Regions from separate parts of the Mus musculus genome. Here regions 2 and 3 are each linked to region 1. A link is a contact called in public promoter capture Hi-C data. All regions are on one chromosome and are shown on one strand. The core of a region is the stretch at or near the end of the contact, and the rest is flanking DNA. Distances in the headings are between cores, read along the strand shown.

Evidence for each region. Promoter capture Hi-C pulls out the DNA fragments that hold promoters and counts their contacts. Capture Hi-C pulls out chosen DNA fragments and counts their contacts.
Region 2: a contact with region 1 is called in a promoter capture Hi-C map of neutrophils. The contact joins the enhancer-like site here to the promoter of Tmem189 in region 1. A contact is called at or near these places in 13 of 39 promoter capture datasets (the 3T3-L1 cell line, the C10 cell line, cranial neural crest and 8 more), 6 of 484 Hi-C or Micro-C datasets (Sertoli cells, bone marrow-derived macrophages, centroblasts and 3 more), 38 of 115 datasets of contacts at active chromatin or transcription factors (the 230-238 cell line, CD4 T cells, the HPC-7 cell line and 29 more) and 4 of 9 other capture datasets (adipose tissue, embryonic stem cells, liver and 1 more).
Region 3: a contact with region 1 is called in a promoter capture Hi-C map of pancreatic islet. The contact joins the promoter of Rnf114 here to the promoter of Tmem189 in region 1. A contact is called at or near these places in 11 of 39 promoter capture datasets (the 3T3-L1 cell line, 3T3-L1-derived adipocytes, cranial neural crest and 7 more), 1 of 15 datasets of contacts at CTCF or cohesin (CD8 T cells), 11 of 484 Hi-C or Micro-C datasets (the 4T1 cell line, the AML12 cell line, CD4 T cells and 6 more), 19 of 115 datasets of contacts at active chromatin or transcription factors (the 230-238 cell line, CD4 T cells, the SCID.adh cell line and 11 more) and 3 of 9 other capture datasets (adipose tissue, liver and pancreatic islet).

The regions. Positions count from the first base shown.
Region 1 is chr2:167,660,075-167,662,930 of GRCm38.p6, forward strand. Tmem189 (transmembrane protein 189) reads right to left here and starts at 1,470. Exons shown (of 6, transcript NM_145538.2): 1 at 1,299-1,470. The coding sequence starts at 1,422.
Region 2 is chr2:167,910,380-167,913,235 of GRCm38.p6, forward strand. No RefSeq gene overlaps it. Among named protein-coding and RNA genes, the nearest start is that of Ptpn1, 21 kb to the right of the region's middle. Within about 2 kb of position 1,357, at least 45 of the 459 cell types and tissues checked have an H3K27ac peak or open chromatin away from gene starts, as enhancers often do. A contact at or near this core is called in the 230-238 cell line, acute myeloid leukemia, bone marrow-derived dendritic cells and 5 more, where this site is marked.
Region 3 is chr2:167,502,004-167,504,859 of GRCm38.p6, forward strand. Rnf114 (ring finger protein 114) reads left to right here and starts at 1,440. Exons shown (of 6, transcript NM_001360930.1): 1 at 1,440-1,598. The coding sequence starts at 1,456.

The DNA.
Region 1 (2,856 bases), core at 220-2,719:
GAGCGGATAGAATGTTGAATAACAAAGCCAACTCCTGGAGACTCTACCCTGGCTGAGGGGCCTCAAGGCTGGCTGTCATCTGACCCTGGATGCACAGGCATTTCCGCAACCCCTGGGGATACCCAGCCAGGCAGTGAGATTGCTGAGGCTCCCTGAGAGCGGGTTGGAGCCAGTGCCAGTTAGGATAAGAGCATGTCAAGAAGCAAAGAAACCAGAGAGGGGACCTGGCTTTGGGGGAAGGGGTGGAGCCAGGGAAAGGGGCTCCGGGTGGTGATAAGTGTATCCCACAAAGTCCTAATGGGCAGCTAGTGTGTGGGTGTGGGAGAGGACAGAGCCAGACTCAATAGGGTCTGAATCGCTGCCGAGAATCTACCAGTAAGAGGTGAGGGCTGCCGGTCCCAATGGGAGGGGGAGGGGATAAGTTCACTGCAGCTACTGAAGCAGGGACCATGATGGAGCTTATGGGAAGAGCGCCTGGGATATTTTGCAGCTGAAATCCAAATCGGGGCCCTAGAGGCTAGAGAACTGTTAGTCCCAGAAGGGGGGTTAGTTTGCAACCCACGGTCTTGGAAAAAACGCACAGAGTGTAGACTCGTAACGTGGGGGTCCTAGGACTGCGTGTGAGTTTAGGTGGCTAAGGGCAGTGCCTGCGACTGAGATGTCTAAGGCTTCGCGCTGCCTGAGAACCGGAAGCCTTGGACTGGGATTTAGGAAGACAAGGCAGGCCAGGGTGGGGTTCCTAAACTGCCCAAGGTGCCCTGGGGCTAGGACTCTGGATGCGCAGGTGCATTGGGGCTGTTCCTAAATCTCTGCAACCCCAAAGCCTCACGGCTCGGAGTAGGAAGGGGTTTAGTTAGGGTCCCAAGATCTAGGGGTGCTCTTTGCAAAGTTGGAAGCCCTGGAGTTCCGCTTTGGGTGGAAGCTGGGATTAGATTGGGGGCAGGGTTAGGATGGGGCTAGGGTTCGGATGGAGTGCGGTTCGGATCCAAGGGCGTCCAAATGGGCTGCTGGAGTTCGGATCTGGGTAGAGTTCAGATCTCGGCATTTCGGATGGGCTGGGGTTTGGATTCGTGGGGGTTCGGACGGGTTGGGTCGAAGTGAGGTTCGAATAGGTTGGGGTTCTAATCCGTGGACTCAGGATGGGTTAGGGTTCGAATCCGGGGACTTCGAATGGGCTAAGGTTCGGATCCAGAGGGCTCAGATGGGTTAGGGTCCAGGTGTTCGGACCGCCTGGGGTTCGGTCGGGGCGGGCCCGGCGCCGAGCACCCATCAGATCGCAGGCCCTCCATCCGTCCTACCTGGCGAGTAAAGCGCCGCCAGCTCACGGGCTCCCGCGTGCTGTGCGCCCCAGCGCCGGCCCTCCGCCGTCTCGTCCTCGTCCAGCTCCGGCTGCCGGCCCGGCGCGTCCTCGGCGCCCGCCATGGCCCGTCGCCCGGCCCGCCCGCTGCGCTCTGCCTGCAGCGGCGGCGGCCGCGGAACCGCGGCGATATCACGCCGCCCAATGACCGGCCGGCGCGGGGCGCGGCGGCCGGGGCGGGGCGTCGGCGGGGCCCCGCGTCACAGCCAATCGGAGCCCGCGCCCGCGCCGCGCCCGGCCAATCGCAGGCCTTCGGGCCTCAGCCAACCGCGGCGCCGGGGGGCGGGGTCGCAGCTGGACGCAGCTGGACGCGGAAGGCAGGGTGGATGTGCGCGTCCCCGCTGCGCCCCGCGAACTCGCGTACCGCGCTGGAGGCAGGGAGTACGCGCTGCGAAGCGCCTACGGAGTGCATGGCTACTGCAGATCGTGCATTCGCTAGGAAGCTGCTGGACGGGGCAGCACATCGGCTGCACGCGCTAGGTTTCATTTCACTACCCAGGAGTGTCTCGCGTTCGAGGCCAGCCTGAGCTACATTGCAAGACTCAATCACGGAACATAAGAAGTAATATTGCCTTCTGAGAGGCCGCTCGTGACCACCTGCTGGGGTGCCCCCTCCTCTGGTCACTGTGACATCACCCTCACGCTACTCAGAGCTTGTCAGGAGTAACTGTCTCTCTATCAGGAAAGGAGCCCCTGAGGGCAGGGACTCTGCCTGGGCCAACAGCTGACAGATTTTAGGAGAGGTTGAATGAATTCCGGGTCAGAGAACGTGCTTCTGTCTTTAAGGCATTAGCATTAAGAGAGCTAAAGGCTTATGTAAAGTCCTTAAGGGATGATAAACAGCGTCCACCCTGGGGCTGCAAGACTGAGAGGTGCCTGGGGCCCGCAGAGGGAACTTAAGATCTGAAGAATTTTTCCAAGGCTCCATCTTCGTTCTTCTCTAAGATTTAAGCTTCATATTTCTCAGCTGCCAGCCTCCCCAGGCTATCTCCTCTTCCCTCAGTGCTCCTTTCCTGGGTGGTCTCTGTCCGTTCCAAGCTCCTTCTCTGTCTCCTTACGTCTACTCAAAGGAAGAGCCACTCGGATGGCCGCGTCAGGCTGTAGCCCAAGTCCTTCCTGTTCCGATGAAGGTGACAGCCTGGCACTTGTATTAACTGCGCGATTAGATTTGGGGTGTCAGGGGTTCTGCTGAACTTGCTGTGGCAGGTGCTGGGTCTCAGACCCTCCCAAACTGCGCCTGTTAGCAAGAAGGCTAGGGTTGCAGATTAGGGCTGGAGATCCCAGAGGCCAGGACATCCTGATTGACAGACAAGACGGGTAGTCAGAACTAACTCTCTCTCACCGTTATTCAATTCACAGAGCACCAGCTTGGCCCTATGCAGAGTCTCTGAGATTTGCTGGAAATGACCAGGGAAGTCTCTTTCTGTAGTTTTTTTGTTGTTTTGTGTGCATGTGTGTTCTTGAGTGTCCATGTGTGGTCAAAGGGCAACACTTGGGCG
Region 2 (2,856 bases), core at 107-2,606, 250 kb after region 1:
CTTACAATCTTGGGAGCTGTAAATACCAAAGTGAGTGTTAGAGGTACCAGCTAGGTGGACAGAGCTGTAACCAGGACCCTTCTCTTCAAAAGCTAAGCCCAGCATCCTCCAGTCTCTAACCTGCTTCCTTCCTCCTATCATCTCCTCTGACCTAGACTTCACTGCCTCAAATTGAAGAGTGACCTCCATCATTTTGGTTCCTGGCCATGTCTGTAAGAGATTGTCTTGATGGATGATTGGTGTGGGAAGTCCCAGCCCACTGTGGGTGGCACCATCCCTAGGCAGGTAGGTCAGGCTATATAAAAGCTGAGGGGCTGGAGAGAGGGCACAGCTGTTAAGGACACTTGCTGCTCTTCCATGGGACACATGTTTGGCTCCCAGGACATACATGGCAACTTTCATAGCCATCCACAACTCCAGTTCCAGAGGATCTAATGCCATCTTTTAGATTCTTCAGGTACTAGACACACATACAGGGCACAAACATATGTGTAGGCAAAACGTTCATACACATGATTTTTTTAAAAAATAAAAGGTCTGAGCATATGCCAGTGAGCCAGCCAGTAAGCACGGTTCCTGCTCCAGGTTTCTGCTTGAGTTTCTGCCCTGATGCCCCTCAATGATGGGCTGTGACCCGGAAGTGTAAGACAAAATTAACCCTTTCATCCCCAAATTGTCTTTGCTTATGGCATTTATCACAACAGCAGAAATCAAACTAATAGAGAGGCTTAAAACCCACAGCTTAGCCAGGCGTGGTGGCACACGACTTTAATCCCAGCACTTGGGAAGCAGAGGCAGGCAGCTCTGAGTTCGAGACCAGCCTGGTGTACAGAGTGAGTTCCAGGACAGCCAGGGCTACACAGAGAAACCCTGTCTCAAAGACAAAACAAAACAAAACAAAACCCAAAAAACAAAAACAAAAACCAAAAAACCCAAACCACAGCTTAGCAGAGGGTCTACAGTGCCAGCACTCAGAAGGCTGAGAGGAGGGTCCAGTCAGTCCGGTGCTAGACTGGCCTGTGTAACACAAGAGCCCATCTCTACAAAGAAAAACAATTCATCGGCACCTGTGCTCAGCTCAGGGACTCTCAGATTTGGGGATTGTGAGGTTGGTCTTAAGCAGATGGTCATTAGAGATGACGTCATCATGACCTATGTTGGAAGTCCACGGTGGGGTGACTGAGAGCCCTATGTTGGGAGAAGGAGTTCAGAACTGACCCGACACCATTCCCATTATGTTCCGTTTGTCCTAATGGAGTCAAGGTCAAGGCTGGCCCAGTTTGAAGTTGTTGAAATAGGGTTTGAATGTCCTGAGGAATGGGGCGTGCCTGTGGTAGAGATGTATGACAAAATCCTCATGGCCAGGGAGTGACTCAGCAGGTACAATGCCTGCCTAGCATGCTCAAAGCTCTGGGTTCCAGCCCCAGCACCACATATGTTGGGTGTGGGGACCCCTGCTTGTAATCCCAGCATGAGGAATTGAGAAGAAAGAGGATCCAGAGTTCAAGGCCAGCCTCATCTATATTGGGAATCTAAGACCAACCTGAAGTACACAAAAACATGGTTTCTGTTAAAGGTTGGAGAGATTGCTCAGTGGTTAGGACCGTATACTGTTCTTACAGAGAACCTGGCTTCAGTTCCCGGCATCTACATCAGGAAACTTACAACTGCCTATAACTGGATCTTCAGGATATCTGGCACTTCTCTCTGGTCTGTGGGTAGGTACACATAAATAATAATTTTAAAACATATATATATATTTTTTTTAATTTTTGACTGGATGGATGACTTAATGTTCAAAGCCCTTGCAGAAGACTTGGGTTTGTTTCCCAAAATCCACACTGTGTAGCCAACAACTGCAAGATATTTAATCACATTGCGAACCTCAAGATTGTGTTATTTACTGAAAGGGGAAAAAAAACTGTTTCTAGTTGTGGTATGGTTCACCCTTAGCACACACCTTTAATCCCTCTGGCTGAAATACAGCTGAATACAGACATACCCTTAGTCCACACCTTTAATCCCCAACAAGGAAGGTAAAGTTAGTTTGCAGAGAAAGCACCCATATTTCAAAGTGATGTCTAATTGAGTGGCAAACAAAGTGATGAACCATAGAAAGATTTGACAGAATAGGCTATGCCAGATCTCTAGAGAAGAGAGAGGAAAGGGAGGCTACTTAAGGAAGCGACAGACAGTACAGAGAGGGAGAAGGAGGCAGTTTTACCAGGAGAGTTCTACAGAGACAGGTTGCAGGGAGAACAAGCTAGACACAGGTGAAGACAGAATGAGCCAGAGAATGAGAAGGAGCCAGAAGATTAGAACATATTGCCAAAGTTAGTTTGAGGCCAAGCAAAGTAATTCAGGAGAAGCTGAGAGAAGCCAGGGCGAATCAGTCAGTTTGGAGAGGAGTTTGAGCCAGACAGCTGAGTTGAACCAGCTAGCCAGAGCTCAGAAAGAGCTAGAAATGGTGTGCCTATTCAGCAGCAAGTCACAGGGGCTGAGAACATTTTAGGCCTAGATTAGATTGTATGGAGGCTAGAAGCTTCCAGGACTAGGCCTAGGTTGTCAGATTAGCAGACAATAATTGCATCAGATAAATAAATGTTACTTTTACAGATAACTAGAGATCTGGCACCCTCTTCTGGCCTCCACCAGTGCCTGCATGCACATGGTGTACATCGATACACTCAGGTACACACACACAGAGCAAATAAGTAACTTAAAAAAAAGTCTTCATATATGAATATTAAGTATCTAAAATCAAAATCAAGGAAGTAATCCCACTCACAATTATAAAAACAAACAAACAAACAAAAAAACTACACACACACAACAGCCATGCCAAAATAATAAGGT
Region 3 (2,856 bases), core at 190-2,689, 160 kb before region 1:
TGACCTGCAGGCTCATACTGAAGTGCAACTTAAAAAAAAAAAAAAGATTTATTTACTTAATAAAGGAGTACCTTGCCGGGTGGAGGTGGCACATGCCTTTAATCCCAGCACTCGGGAGGCAGAGGCAGGTGGATTTCTGAGTTCAAGGCCAACCTGGTCTATAGTGTGAGTTCCAGGACAGCCAGGAACCCAGAGAAACCCTGTCTCGAATCCCCCAACACACACACACACACACACACAAAGTGCCTGTTTTCAGCCACACCAGAAGAGGGCATCGAATCCCATTGCAGACGGTTGTGAGCCACCATGTAGTTGCTGGGAATTGAACTCAGGACCTCTGTGAGAGCAGCCAGTGCTCCTGACTGCCGAGCCATCACTCCAGCCCCTGAAGTGCACCTTTTTAGAAGCACCTATTTTGTTTGTTGCTTTGGTTTTTGAGAAAGGGTCTCTTTTGCAATCCAGGCTGACCTCAAAGCTCAAAACATTTTGACTTCTACAGGTGAGTATACCACCCCGTATCCCAGGCTAGCCTCAAACTCACTATATTGCCCGAGATAGTTCTGAACTTCTGATCCTCCTGCCTTTATTTCTCAAGTGCTGGGGATTCTGAGTGTGGACTACCAAATATGACATATACACTGCTAGGGATGGAACCCAGGAGCCCGTGTGCCATGCTAGAGGAGACCTCTTCCTTGGTGGCCACACCCCAGCCCTGGACGCAGTGCTTTCCAGATAATCAACTCCTTGTTGATCTTGGACTCAATCACTGCCAGTACCCAACACCTGCTGGAACTCTTGGTCTTCAAGGTACTGGCTGATCGCGCACAGTCCAGTGACTTCCTGTTATACTATACCTCCTTCAGTCCAAGCCTCTGTCCTATTTTATTTTTCCAGGCCACGTACAAGCCATAGGAAAAGGGCAATAAATATGTCTAGAAAACTGGAAAGGTTCACGGAGGTGGTATCGACCTAACAAGCCACGGGAGTTTGTGAGATACACTTGTACCCCGTTAGCTGTGCAGGCAGGAAGTCCTGCCTCCTCCTTTCCGGTTAGGAAAGACGCTGAGAAATCAGATCAAATCATCTGGCCACACCTGGTGGTGCAGACTATACAGCCAATTACTTGGTAGGCTGAGGCAGGAGGATGGAAAGTTCAAAGCTCAACTGGGCAAGTTGGTGAGCTAGCTAAGGTCAACTGTAATAACAATACACATTCACGGTCTGAGTTCCTGTGGGTGAGAGGTGTGGGCTCAGTGTGGCTGCGTCCTCTAGGCTCTCCCCGGGACGCCATCTACACACCTGGTGGGCGGCAGCTTTCAAAAGCTCCAGGGGGCGAGGGGGCGTTGTGGACTCCGCCCATCTCAGCCCCTAGCGCGTGCGCAAACGACGGCGGCCCCGCCCCCAGCCCCCCTCGGCGGCTCTTTCTCTCTCAGCGCGACGCTCCTCAGCGGCAAGATGGCGGCGGCGCAGCCGGAGTCCCGAGATGGAGCCGCGCAGTCGGCGAAGCCGGCGTCCGAGACGGACCCCCTCAGCCGCTTTACGTGTCCCGTGTGCCTGGAAGTATTCGAGAAGCCGGTGCAGGTGCCCTGCGGACACGTGTGAGTGGCGGGCGCCTGCCGGGTAGGGGTCGCGGTGCGCAGGCGGCGGGCGGCCGGCGGCGTCTGACGAGGGAGCACAGCGGGCCCCCTCGAGCCTCGGCGTCGCGACTCACCGGGCCGCCGCCGGCGCCTCCGAAGTGCGCGGGAGGCCGCCGGGCTAAGTATGGACAGTGGGCCCCGGGCTAGGCTGGAACAAGAGGGAAGTGCCGGGACGCTCGGCCGTACCCGCGGACCGGGTGTGGGGTGCTCGCTCGCGGAGGCCGCCTCCCTCGGCGTGAGTGAAGCCCGGTGTCGCGGGCCAGGCTGCCGCAGCCGCTTCAGGAGTTGAGCGAGGGCGGCCTGGGCTTTCCCTGGCTCCTGTGACCGCTTAGCGGGATTTGAATCCCATTCTTGCACATTTCAAACACACCGTAGCCGAAGAGCCTGAGGATGCTCGACCACGTCCCTCCGCGGCCCCGCCCACTGCCGCTCACCCAGGAATCGGGCTTCCTGACCCCCCCCAACTCCAGCACCCTTTTTTGGGCGCACAGGCATTCCCGCCGCTGTCCTGTGAGTGCCAGCCTTTTTCCGGGTGAATCAAAGTGCAAGTGTCAAGGGTCGCTCATTCGGGCCAGCGTCGCCTGCCAGACCGTCCCCAGGAGCGAGGCGGGGCCTTCCCAGCACTGTGGGAGGGATGCCTGCAGGGACACTGGGCTCCTGCCAGCTTGGGTTCAGGTACAGGTAGCCGTTACCGATCGCCCGCCGCCACTACTTCAGGCCTCCCGTCCTGATGACCTCCCTCACTTCTCTCTCGACTCTGCTAGCTTTCTCATTACACGGAGCAACATGTAGGGACCCAAGAAGAGAGTACCATGTCCTCTCTGTCCGATGATAAAAGCCGGTGTTCGGCACCGTGAGCCGAACCCAGACTCCCTCCCAGTCAGTTAACTGGAGTGTCTGCATGCCCTCTGTTTGCTGTTTTGGGATAGAGTTAAGAAGGCAATTTGGAACCGGGCGTGGTGTTGCAGGCCTTTAATCCCAGCACTCGGTCGGGAGGCAGAGGCAGGAGGATTTCTGAGTTCGAGGCCAGCCTGATCTACAAAGTGAGTTCCAGGACAGCCAGGGCTATACAGAGAAAGCCTGTCTCGAAAAACAAACAAACAAAAACCAAAAGAAGGCAATTTGGCCCTCGGGTTTACAGCTCAGGAGGTTGTTTGGTAAGTAGTGGCCAGTGAGATAGCTCAGAAGCTGAAGGCTCTTGTCACCAAACCTGATGACT